2 separate regions of the Pan troglodytes genome follow, and region 1 is linked to region 2. Evidence: chromatin contacts called from public HiChIP or PLAC-seq data. All regions are on one chromosome and are shown on one strand. Each heading gives the region's core, a stretch centred on a gene start, on an enhancer-like site or on the middle of the called end of the contact. The rest is flanking DNA. Distances are from core to core; before and after follow the strand shown.

Region 1 (6,209 bases), core at 3,381-5,880, 150 kb after region 2:
AGAGGCAACAGGGTTTTTAACATTTGGAATTCTGGGGAGGAAAGGATTCTGTGAAAGGGAAGAACTCAGCAAGGGCTGACCCTCCTGAAACGGGGCTGTCCTGAGGCTCTGGACGGGCAGGCAGCATTGATGCCTGCACCAGGCCTGACTTCCTGCTCTCCTTGTGCCCCTCAGTCTGTGCCGACAACAACCACGTGCGGACATGGTCTGTGACTCGCTTCCGCGGCATGATTTCCACCCAGCCCGGCTCCACCCCACTCGCTTCCTTTAAGATCCTGGCTCTGGAGTCGGCAGATGGGCATGGCGGCTGCAGTGCTGGCAATGACATTGGTGCCTACTGGCTCCTGGCCTTCCCACCCCACTGACCCCCTTACCTGACCCCTGTTGACCTCCACTGATTCCCACTTGCGGCCACCTGACCCAGGAGCCTGCAACGATTGGGGTGTCCTGATCCTTGAGGCACCTGAACTCCACTGACTGCCGCAACCCCCCAGCCCTCTCTGGCCCTGCCCAACTCTAACAGCCTGGGGATGGGACTGGGGTCTTGGGGTGGTGGGTTTCATCAGTGGGGAAGGAAGTCTGAGGCTGAGGGAATCCCAGCTGGCCCTGACCCCTGCCCCTGCCTGGCCCAGGCCCCTACGGTGAGCGGGACGACCAGCAAGTGTTCATCCAGAAGGTGGTGCCCAGCGCCAGCCAGCTCTTTGTGCGTCTCTCATCTACTGGGCAGCGGTGAGGACAGTCCTGTCCAACAGGGAGGGAGGACAGTCCTGTCCAACAGGGAGGGAGGTCAGGGGAGAAGGCAAGATGCTAGCCAGATCACTGAGGCCAGAAAGGGGTCCCAGCCAAGGAGCATTGAAGGAGCAAAGGCTGGGAGGGAGGACAGGCCTGGTAGGTTTGTCTTCTGGTATCAAAGGTGTGACAGGTGTTGGTGGGAGTGACCTGGCGCAGTGCCAGCCCAGTGCAGGCAGGGCCAGGTTGAAGGCACAGGGGGTGGGGTCAGGGTGGGATGGGGGCCCAGGGGGAGGGGTCGGGGTGGGATGGGGGGCCCAGGGGGAGAGGTCGGGGTGGGATGGGGGGACCAGGGGGAGGGGTTGGGGTGGGATAGGGGGACCAGGGGCCGGGGTCGGGATGGGATGGAGGAGACCCAGGGAGCTGTAGGAGCCTTGCTTCAGCTGGGAAAGGGGCCTCGGAGGATGTTCTGGATGAAGAGACTCTGAGCAGAGACCTAGAGGACAAGTAGGAAGGAACAGAAGAAAGAAGGGAGGGGAAGGGGGCCCCAGCCTGAGGGAACTGTATGTGCAGAGGCTGAGAAGGGCCAAATAGGGTCACATGGGAAGGACACGTGGGCTCCTGGGCTGGAGCACAGAACAGGAGGTGAGGATGGGATGCAGATGCGGGCGGGCCTTGTCAGGCTGTGGAAGGGCTGAGGCTTTGTCCCGTGTGTGGAGCTGTGGCCACTGCATGGGGGATGAAAGGAGGCTTGATGGGAGGCCAGGAGCCCAGGGAGGAGGCCAGGAGGCTGATAGGAGGTGGGGGAGCAGCTGGGACGGGCCTCGGGTCTTCCCTGCAGTGGGAGCAGGGAAGAGCAGAAGCTCTGGGAGACTCCCTGGGTGTTTGGGGCTGGGGTGTCCAAGAGCTGCTGGACCCTTGGGACTGGAACTCAAGAGAAAAGCAGGCTAGGGATGGATAAAGATTGGGATGGCCCCTGGAGAGGCAGGAACTGCAGCCACAGTGGTGGGGACTGGGACTAGGAAGGGTGAGAAAGCGAGGGTGACCACCTCCCCCACTGCACCCCCCAGGGTGTGCTCCGTGCGCTCCGTGGACGGCTCACCCACGACGGCCTTCACAGTGCTGGAGTGCGAGGGCTCCCGGCGGCTCGGCTCTCGGCCCCGGCGCTACCTGCTCACCGGCCAGGCCAACGGCAGCTTGGCCATGTGGGACCTAACCACCGCCATGGACGGCCTCGGCCAGGCCCCTGGTACTCCCTGCCCCACCCCAATCCCGTCCCAAGCCCCACAGCCTCACCCAGAACCACTCTCCACAGCCAACTTCTTGATCTCTCTCCCAGGCCCTTGCCCTCTGACCCCTTTTCCTTTGACCCCCTCTCTGCTCCCCATCCCTTCCTGCCCTTGTTTTTCAACCCCTGTCTCAGCCTCTGGCCCCCATGCGTTGATCTCTGCTTCCTCTCTCCTGTCCTGACCCTCGGTGCTTGCACTGCAATGCAACCCAGGCCCTTGCCCTATAACCCCTGTCTTGCCCCCTGACCCTGCTTCCGTGCCCCCCAGCAGGTGGCCTGACGGAGCAAGAGCTGATGGAACAGCTGGAACACTGCGAGCTGGCCCCGCCAGCTCCCTCAGCTCCCTCATGGGGCTGTCTCCCCAGCCCCTCACCCCGCATCTCCCTCACCAGGTAGCCACAACTCCACTTCCCCTTCTGTGCAATGAGGGGAGAGGGGACAGCGTGGTGTTCCCGGGGACAGAGTGGCCCAGCTGCCCCGTGATGACGTGCACTTACTGTCCTTACTTCCTCAGCCTCCACTCAGCCTCCAGCAACACCTCCTTGTCTGGCCACCGTGGGAGCCCAAGCCCCCCGCAGGCTGAGGCCCGGCGCCGTGGTGGGGGCAGCTTTGTGGAACGCTGCCAGGAACTGGTGCGGAGTGGGCCAGACCTCCGACGGCCACCCACACCAGCCCCTTGGCCCTCCAGCGGTCTCGGCACTCCCCTCACACCTCCCAAGATGAAGCTCAATGAAACTTCCTTTTGAACAACGCAACTGCCATGATGCCTTGGGATGCCCTGGTCCTGGGGGACTCAGGTGCCTCCCTGATTCCTGTGGGAACCCCGGGTTCAGGGCCAGGGCCTCCTTGGAATAAATGGTTATTGTTACTAGGTCCCCACCTTCCCTCTTTTCTGGAAGCCAAAGTCACCGTCCCCAATAAAGTCCTCACTGCCAACATCTTGCTTATTCTTAGCAGGTTTGGGACTCCCCAGGAAAGGGGTGGGGAAGATGTGGGACCCAACCCGATATATGCAAAATCAGGAACATCTACCTCTCTTGTTTAAGCAAAGGGAGGCCAGGCATGGTGGCTCACACCTATAATCCTGGCACTTTGGGAGGCCAGTTTGCTTGTGCTCAGGAGTTTCAGACTAGCCTGGGCAACATAACAAAACCCCATCTCTACAAAAAAATACAAAAATTAAGCAGGCATGGTGGTGCATGCCTGTGGTCCCAGCTTCTTGGGAGGCTGAGGTGGGAGGATCACTTGAACCTAGGAGGCCAAGGCTACAGTGAGCCATGATCACACCACTGTACTCCAGCCTGAGTGACAGAGTGAGATCCTGTCTCAAAAACAAAACAAAACAAAAAAGGTGTTGCAGGGGAGGAATGTGTTGGCTTTTACTCTGCCTTCAGGCATGGCTGGATCTGGGGGTTCAAACACTAATTTAGAATATCTTTTTTTCTTTTTTCTTTTCTTTTTTAAAGTCTCACTCTGTCATCCAGGCTGGAGTGCAGTGGTATGATCTCATGCAACCTCCACCTCCTGGGTTCAAGCAATCGCAATCCTCCTGCATCAGCCTCCCGAGTAGCTGGGATTACAGGTGCGCACCACCATGCCCAGCTAATTTTTTGATTTTTAGTAGAGACAGAGTTTCACCATGTTGGCCAGGCTGGTCTCGAACTCCTGACCTCAGGTGATCTGCCCACCTCAGCCTCCCAAAGTGCTGGGATTACAGGCGAGAGCCACTGTGTCCGGCCCAGAATATCTTTTTATCTCCTAACTTCACTTACCTCTGGAATACATCTTCAATCAGGTTTTCTCTCTGTGGCAAGGTGACTCTAAGCAGCTGCTTAGCAACTCTTTTTTCCCTAGCAACAGCAAAAATCACAAGACTGATTTTCATTGGCTTGAATTAAGTCAGGTGGCCATTCCTGAACCAATTACTGTGGCCAGTGTGATGAAGGCCTTCCATTATTGCAGCCTGGATCATGTGTCCTGCTGTATTTTTAGTAGAGGCAGGGTTTCACCATGTTGGCCAGGCTGGTCTCAAACTCCTGACCTCAGATGATCCACCTAACTCGGCCTCCCAGAGTGCTGGGATTACAGGAATGAGCCACCTTGCCTGGCTGGCCTTGGGATTTTTTTTTCCCCAAATAATGCCCGTTCCTACGGCACTTCCTTGAGGAGGTTTTCTGCATCTTTTTTCCTTGTGCCAATAAAAAAGGGACAGAAAGTGGGGACAGACTAGGAGTAGAGAATACTAGAACATGCTAATTCTAGAATTCCATAGTTTCTGGAATGCCAGAGCTTCTGAAACATAGTAGAGAGGGGTCTCGAACATTAGGACATCTCGGACACAAGGATATTCTGGAGTGCTCATGGATTAACAATATTAGAGTTCTCCCCTGCTTATCAGAGAATCCAGAATATAGAAGTTTCTGACAAAAAGGACCTGAAAAATCACTGATTCTAGAATAGGGGAGTGTCAAGGGGAGTTCATACCCATGAATCTCCACCGGTAGGAATATTTTGCATGCCAGGATGTCTGGAATGCTGAGAATTATAGGATACAGAAAGGAACCTGGATTACTAGGAAATCTAGAGAACGGGAGAGATCCTGGACTATCCGCCCTTCCAGAGCACTGGAAGGTTTGTTTGCGTTCCAAGAAATCCATAATGGCAGGAGATTCCGGATTATCAGAGAATCTGGAACACAAATGGGAGACGTAAAAGGTGAGTGCCTCTGAAACCGGGGTGTTCTGAAATAGCTGTGCACCTCAAACCCTAGTTTTGTTTTTGTTTGTTTGTTTTTGAGACAGGGTCTTGCTTTGTTGCCCAGGCTAGGGTGCAGTGGTGCAATCATGGCTCACTGCAGCCTCGGCCTTCTGGGCTCAAGTGATCCTCCTGCCTCAGCCTCCTGAGTATTTGGGACTACAGGTGTGTGCCACCACAGCCAGCTACTTTTTAAGTTTTTTTATAGAGACATTGTCTCACTATGTTGCCCAGGCTGGTCTCAAACTCCTGGGCTCAAGCCATTCTCCTGCCTTAGCATCCCAAAGTGCTGGGATTACAGGTGTGAGCTACCATGCCCAGCCTCACACTCTAGAAAATTTTTTACATGCCAGGATATTCAGAATATTGGGGGATATTGGCATGTTAGGAAATCTAGTATGTGGGGGGAGGGCCTGGAAGGTCAGGAAATCTAGAATATGATGGTGTTTTGTAATGCTCACAGATCTAAAATATTAGAGTCATTTTTTTTTTCCAGGCCGGAGAATCCAGAATGCTCGTGTTGCTGGAATGCTGGTCATTCTATTTTTATTTCATGTTTAAATTTTTATTATTTTCTTTATTTCTTTTTTTTGAGACAGGGTCTTTCTCTGTCGTCCGGGTTGGAGTGCAGTGGTGTGATCTCAGCTCACCTCAACCTCTGCCTCCCGGGTTCAAGTGATCCTCCCACCTTAGCCTCTTGAGTAGCCGGGATTACAGGCGTGCGCCACCATGCCTGGATAATTTTTGTATTCTTAGTAGAGACAGGGTTTCACTGTGTTGGCCAGGCTGGCCTGAAACTCCTGACCTCAAGTGATCTGCCCTCCCACCTCGGCCTCCCAAAGTGCTGGGATTACAGACGTGAGCCGGCCTTTTTCTGGGGGAGGGGGTGGGGGGGGAGAGAGAGAGAAGGGAGAGAGAGAGGAGAATTTGGGATGTCAGCAAATCTAGAACACTGAAGAGCTGGGTTTTTTAAATGCTAGAGATAGTATTATCCTAGTATAGTATTAACTCTGTGTGGTTTTGTGTGTGAGAGGGCATGGGGGGAGGGGTGGAAGATTCTGGAATGCGGGGGGACTAGAACTCTGAGGGATTCTGAAGGGTTGAGATGAGTTAGGATTCAAGAGGTGACATAGACACGATCCTGGGAGATAGTGACACTGATGGGAGGGATGGGGAGCTGGGGACTCCAAATTCTAGGGGGAGGGGAGGCTAACGCCGGAAGTTGCAGTGGTGAGCCAGAGGCTGTTGCCTAGCAACAAGCATTGAAGATGCGCTGGATCCCGGACAGAAGGGAGAAATTTCAGCAGCGCCCCCAGCAAATGCTCCAGCCACAGGGTAGGAGGTGGTGAGGGGGGAAGCGGGTAGGGATATGCTGTCCTGCAGGGTCATGTTAGCAGGGGTCTTGGGGGTTATACAAAAACAGGGTCATGGAGTACAG
Region 2 (6,191 bases), core at 3,534-6,033:
GGAGTGGAGGTTGCAGTGAGCCAAAATCCTGTCATTGCACTCCAGCCTGGGTGACAGAGTGAGACTCTGTCTCAAAAAAAAAAAAAAAAAAAAGCATTAGCACCATGATTCTAATCTGGGCTCTGCTTCCTAGCCAACTCTCCTAAAGAGGTCTTTTAGTACTGGGGGTCTTTGGGCATTTTCTTGCCCCTCTGGGCTCAGCAGCACATTCAGTGACACATACTCCGTGTGACTCAGTTTCTCCCTCCTGTGCCCACCCACGTGGCTGGTTAGTCTAAGAAGCAACATTTATAATAGTGAAGGACAAGGCTCTGGAGGCCATTTCAGCGTAGCTCCCTGGTCCTTGTTCTTCCTAGCTGTGTGGCTCTGAATTAAGTGACTTGTCCTCTCTAAACTTCTGGTTCCTCCTGTATAAAAAGTGGTAACAGTACTTACTTCTATATAATTATGAGGATTAACAGACTTAATTCAAATAAAGTGGCTAGAACAGTGCTCTTAACAAGCACTAATTTTTTTCTGAGGCTGGAGTGCAGTAGTGTGACCATGGCTTACTGCAGCCTCAACCTCCCAGGCTCAGGCGATCCTCCCAACTCAGCCTCCCCAGTAACTGGGACTACAGGCTGCCATGCCTAGCTCCTTTTTGTATTTTTTGTAGAGGCAGTGTTTCGCCACATTTCCAGGCTGGCCTCAAGCAGATCCTCCCAAAGTGCTAGGATTCCAAGTGGGAGCTAGAGCACTCAGCCAACAAGCACTCAATAAATGTCATGTACAATGATACACCTACCCCAACTATGGCACGGAAGTGGTGATGATGTTTAGGAACTTACCAGGTCCCCCCCACTGACCCAGTGAAGTTTAGAAACATTAGACAACATCCCTCCTTCCAAAATACTTTTATTAAAAAAAATTACAAACAATCCAAAAAAAAAAAAAAAAAGCCACCACAAACTCTGCCTTTCTTTTAAATAACGCGGCATGGAGCAGTTTGGTTTCCACCCTATTGCACGTGGTCCGGCCTGGTTATGAAATCAGGAGGCTGCTGAGACTGGGGTCCTGCCGAGGAAGTGGGGTTCAGCCTGGAGGGAGGAGACCAGCCCCTCCCACCCCCTCAAGGTGCAAGAGGCAGAGCCTGGGTTTCTATAGCAACCTGGCAGCACATCCCTGTCATCCTTCGACAGGCCCAGCTTTATCTTCCCTGAGGCCCCAGTGGTCACAGGGGAGTGGGAACTAGCAAGAAAGGTGGAAGAAATGTGTAAGTGGAAAATCAGACTCCCAGAAAGAGTCTCGTTAAGGCATTTGGAATAGATAAATTAATTCAGGAAGACCCACCTTCACAGAAGGTTGGGGTAACCAGACACACACACACATGCAAGACAGTTTGTGGAACCCTGAAATGGGAACAAAGGAGGCCATAGTCACTGCTTCGAGCCCCCACAAAAACACACACCCAGAGTTGCATTCAGGGATCCAGGCCACCGAAGATGACATGAGGAAGGATCCCCTCTATCACAGTTTTAGGACCCCAGAATGATTTCCATGATGTGATCCAGTTCATTCCACTCCCAGGAACCTGGGGCACAGAAGAGGTTGTGAGGAGGCTCTGGTGGGGCCCGTGCAGGCTCCTTTTCTACCGCAGATGTGTCAATGTCCAGAAAGAAGTCATCCAGGCCAGAGTCCCCCAAGTACCGGGAGCTCAGAGCTTCTAAGAAGACTGGATCAGGCTGGGGTGGCACTTCATTCTGGAGGCCAAGGGGAGTCACTGGATTCTGAGGGGGCTCAGTCCCATCCATGGAGGTGTCCAGCTCCCTGAGGATAGAGCCAATGGTGGCTGACAGGGAGAAATCCTCCTCGCCCAGGAAGAGGGGCTCGGGGGGCAGGGCAGGGGCGGGAGCCAGGCGAAGTGCAGCCTGCAGCTGTTGGAGGGTGTTATGGATGAGGACATGCCTGCGGAGGCTGGGTGCTCGGGGGCCCAGGCTGCGCTGGACTTTGTCTAGGGAGATGCGGAGCAGGGCTTGCTGGTAGCTCTGAAGGCCTGCTGGACTCCACTCCCACCTCTCCTCCTCCTCTTCCAAATCAGAGTGTTTCCTCTTCAAGCCTCCCACCATGATGCCCTGTAGAGAGAAGAGGCGCATAGGGGAAGGTCAGACACCAGACACCGTAGTGCTGGCTCAAATCCCACTTTCTCAGGCCTATTGAGTTGTTAGTGATTTTTAATCATCGGAATCTCAGTTTACTGATCTATAAAATGAAGGCTGTCTGAATCCTACAAGGCTAAGAAGGTGAGTACATATACGATTAAGAAAATAAGATCTGGCCTTAAGTACAGCTAGATTTAAATCTCACTTACTTGCCTGTTGTGGCCTCAAACAGTGAATTTACATCCATGAGAATCAATTTCCTCATCTGCCAAGTACGGATCCTAACTCAAGTTCCTCTAAGCCTTAAAACTGTTCTTCCACAATATTAATTTCTTCAAACATGGAGCACGAAAGACAAGTGTGGAGCACAGAGACCTGGATTGGAAGTAGGGAACCCCAAATCTGAATTCTGTATTGGAAACTGCTCAGCTGCGTGATCATGGGAAGTGATCTGAATGAGTCAATTCTCAGGGCCTCAGTTTCCTCATCTGTAAAATGGGGACTGTAAAAAAATACTTCTCACCACCTCTGTCAAGGAGATGCCACGTATCTATAGGGCCCACCACACAGGAAGTGCTTAATGAACAAGAGTTGTGTTTGTTTTTTGTTAGAGACAGGGTCTCGCTCTGTCGCCCAGGGCTGAGTGCAGCAGCGCTATCACAGCTCACTGCAGTCTCGAAGTCCTGGGCTCAAGCGATCCTCCCGCCTCAGCTTCCTGAGTAGCTGGGATTACCACCACACCCGGCCTCGATCAAGAGTTAATTGCCAGTTATTCGCTCAACAGATTTACTGAGTGCCTACTATATTCGAAATCTCCTGGAGCCCTGTTGGGGAACCTATGTTGAGATTCTTCTTCAACAGTCGGGATATTTCTATGTCCTCTTCCTTAACCGACTGGGAGCGCTCCCAAGAGTAGGAAAGGGGCCTGTCTCATTCCCTTTGCCCGCGCTTTCAGATTCCCCCAAAGCGCGCCCCATAGGAAAACTTGGCTAGAACTCAGCTCAAACCAAGCCCCGCCCCCTCGGGGGTCCCACTCAATCAGACCGCGACACTGTAAGGCCCCGCCCCCCCATGGGTCCTTACAGAGCATCCAGGAACGCCCCAATTTGGCCCAGGGGCTTCTGGGAAACGGGGGCCAACAGCCGCCAGGTACACGAATTGACGTGGAGCACGCACTACAATCCCCAGAGGGCTCCGCCCGTCCAGGGGACGAGCCACCCCCCTCACCCCGCTCTCCCTCAGGGCATGCGCACAGGGGCACAGGCGGGTGGGGGAAGGGAACCCGGACGTCCAGCTGCCGGCGCCCGCCGAGCCCCGCCCTCCATTGCCTCCGGGGCCGCGAGTCTGAGCTCCAGGCCCGGAACACCCCTCCCCCACCCCAGAGTCCGGCTCTAAATTTGCTTTCTCCCGGTCCCTCCGTTCCTTGAAAGTCCGCGATTCTCCTTCCAAACTGCCCTTGGATCCAGAGACCCAGATCCGAACACATCGCTCAAAGACGACAATGCTCCGATCTAGTTCGGGAGACTACGTATCCTAATTCTGATACTTCCTCCCACTTCTCCTAGTCTCCTGACTTTCAAACGCCCCTGGACTTCACCTCCAAACTCGCTGTCCGGCTCCAAGACCCGAACATTGAACTCTTCCCGGCAACCCCCTTCCCCCGCCAGTGCGTCTTGGAGTCCCAAGAATCCTTGACCCTAGTTCTCTCGCTTCTCCAAATACTCAGAATCTCAGCTCCGTACCTCTCACACCTTTTCCAGAACACGATAAAGCCCCGAATTCAACCCGTCCGGAAGACCCAAGTGGAATCGAATCTCCAGGTTCCCTGTCTCAAAAGTTCCTCCCCTCTGTTCTCTCGCTTCTCCAAAAGCCCAACGTCCCAGCTTCAAACTCCCTCCACTTGAAAATACTGCCCCAACAACCTCGCCTCCCCTCCTGGGTCTCGAACTCACTCTCAGGTCCCCAGACCCTCCCTATCATCACCCTGAATCTGAGGCCCCCTCCCCCGGTCCCACCCAGACCCCGCCTCCGCAAGTCCCCGGGGCGCGCTTCTCTCTCCCCTAGCCTAAGGTAAATTCCCAAGCCAGGCGACCACTCCTCACCGCAGCTGCCAGGTTCGCCACGACCACCTCCTGGAACGCCCACAGCGTCGCGACCCGCCAGTGCCAGGACCCACCAGTGATCGGCTGGAGCCTCGCTCACCTCGGCGGGGCCTCTCCGTCTGGCCTCTGGCCCACCAGCCCCGCCCCGGAGCCGAGCCGCGAGCCGCGATTGGCTGGAGTCCCGCCCGCCGCGGGGCGTCGATTGGCTGGGCGGAGCCATCCGCCCGTGCCCCGAGACGCCGGATCCGCCCACCCCTCCCTAGTGCCCCGGGCCATTTAAAGAAGTGCAACTGGCAGGGGGCGGGGCAGCGCCTCCGGGGTGGAGGGCGGCCGGTCCAACAGAACCACTTCCTTCCACTCAGCTACAGTCCTCGCTCCAAGATCGTCACCATTGCTCCCTGCGGTTCCTTTATGGTAGGCCTGGACTCAACCGTGGAGCCAGAGGGGCTGGCATGCCCCTCCCCAAGTCGCTGTGCAGGCGGGCGGGGCCGAGCAACCGGAGGAGGCCGCGCCCCCGGGGCTCCGAGGGAGGACGCTGGGGCGCGGGGGATGACGTAGCGAAAGACCAGCCAATAGTGTGGCGCGGCCCGCGTTGCCTAGGCGATCGTAGCCTCGCCCCCTTGCTGCCCCTCCCGCCCCCTATACATTACCGCGCGGCCCCTTCTTAATCCTCAGGTTTTCTCAGCACGTCCTCTGGTGGTCCCACCTAGGTCTTCTGACACCCTCTTTCCTTCCCCGCTCCATCAAGATGACTCCTCTGCTACTGTTCATGGCTTCCTACCCACCCCGAATACAAACTTCAAACTCCTTACTTTTGCCACAAAGCCCCTCACGACCTTGCTTGATGCGTTCTCCTGGTTCTCTCCGATCCTGCCCCATTGAGTCACTTCCAGTTTTTCTAAAATGGCTTCAAGCTCCCATTCACCCCATCAGGAAAACGAAAGGATTTTCTCTGTTTGTTTTCTTCCCTGCTTTACCCCAGTGTCTACAACAATGCCAGGTACATAATAAGTTCGCAAACATGACAATAAAAGGCCTCTGGATCTTTATTATTAATATTATTTTTTGCCGGGCGCAGTGGCGCACGCCTGTAATCCCAGCACTTTGGGAGGCGGAGGCGGGCAGATCACTTGAGGTCAGGAGTTTGAGACCAGCCTGGCCAACAATGGTGAAACCCCGTCTCTACTAAAAATACAAAAATTAGCTGGGCGTGGTGGCGCACGCTTGTAATCTCAGCCACTTGGGAGGCTGAGGCAGGAGAATCGCTTGAACCTGGGAGGTTGAGGTTGCAGTGAAGGCGAGATCGTGCCACTGCACTCCAGCCTGGGTGACACAGAGATGGGGGAGGGGGGGAGTGGGGGTTTTCTTGTGTTGCCCAGGTTGGTTTTGAACTCCTGGCCTCAAGCAATCTTCTCGCCTCTGGATATTTAAACTTGTTTCCTCATCCTCAAAATATACCCTCAATTCCCAGGCTGCTTCTCAGAACACATTTCAAAGGTTTCCTCCTCTCCGAAGCCCTCCCTGGCAGTCCAGGTTGGGTTAGGATCCATTCTAGGATTCCATGGCCTCCTGTGCCGCCATCCCAGTCCTGGATTGTCAGTTACTATATGGACTGAGGAACGCCCCGCCGAGGGCAGGTACCAAGGATATCTCTGTCAACCACCTCTTGGTCTGCAGGATCACCTAGCACAGGGCTGGACACGTAGCAGGTCCCAGTGAAAGTTTGCTAAATGCTCAGGAATGTGACAGAAAAATAAGGCAGAAAGAAGACACTGCTAGTGTCCTGAAAGCCCACACCCGTAATGCTCCGCCCCTACAACGAGTTTCCCTAAGGGGAGGAGGCAGTTTTCTCCAGGCCACCTCTGGGAAGGGAGGTTTAAGCCTCCTCAGACCAGTTCTTGCCGGTTGGAGTTTGTCAACCAAGTCATCCTGATGTTTGCAGGATAAATGG

Evidence for each region. HiChIP or PLAC-seq counts read pairs in DNA pulled down with a chosen protein or histone mark.
Region 1: a contact with region 2 is called in an H3K4me3 HiChIP or PLAC-seq map of stem cell-derived excitatory neurons, with 4 times the contacts expected there. The contact joins the promoter of LTBP4 here to the promoter of SERTAD3 in region 2. A contact is called at or near these places in 1 of 7 Hi-C or Micro-C datasets (stem cell-derived neural progenitor cells) and 1 of 1 datasets of contacts at active chromatin or transcription factors (stem cell-derived excitatory neurons).

What each region holds. Positions count from the first base shown.
Region 1 is chr20:43,674,348-43,680,556 of NHGRI_mPanTro3-v2.0_pri, forward strand. LTBP4 (latent transforming growth factor beta binding protein 4) reads left to right here and starts at 4,631. Exons shown (of 33, transcript XM_016936012.4): 1 at 4,631-4,732. The coding sequence starts at 4,717. SHKBP1 (SH3KBP1 binding protein 1) reads left to right here. Exons shown (of 18, transcript XM_016936013.3): 14 at 175-330; 15 at 633-729; 16 at 1,800-1,978; 17 at 2,286-2,409; 18 at 2,532-2,953. The coding sequence ends at 2,763.
Region 2 is chr20:43,527,007-43,533,197 of NHGRI_mPanTro3-v2.0_pri, forward strand. It overlaps SERTAD3 (SERTA domain containing 3), which reads right to left and starts at 4,784. Exons shown (of 2, transcript XM_512665.8): 1 at 4,241-4,784; 2 at 878-2,111. The coding sequence starts at 2,105. The coding sequence ends at 1,515.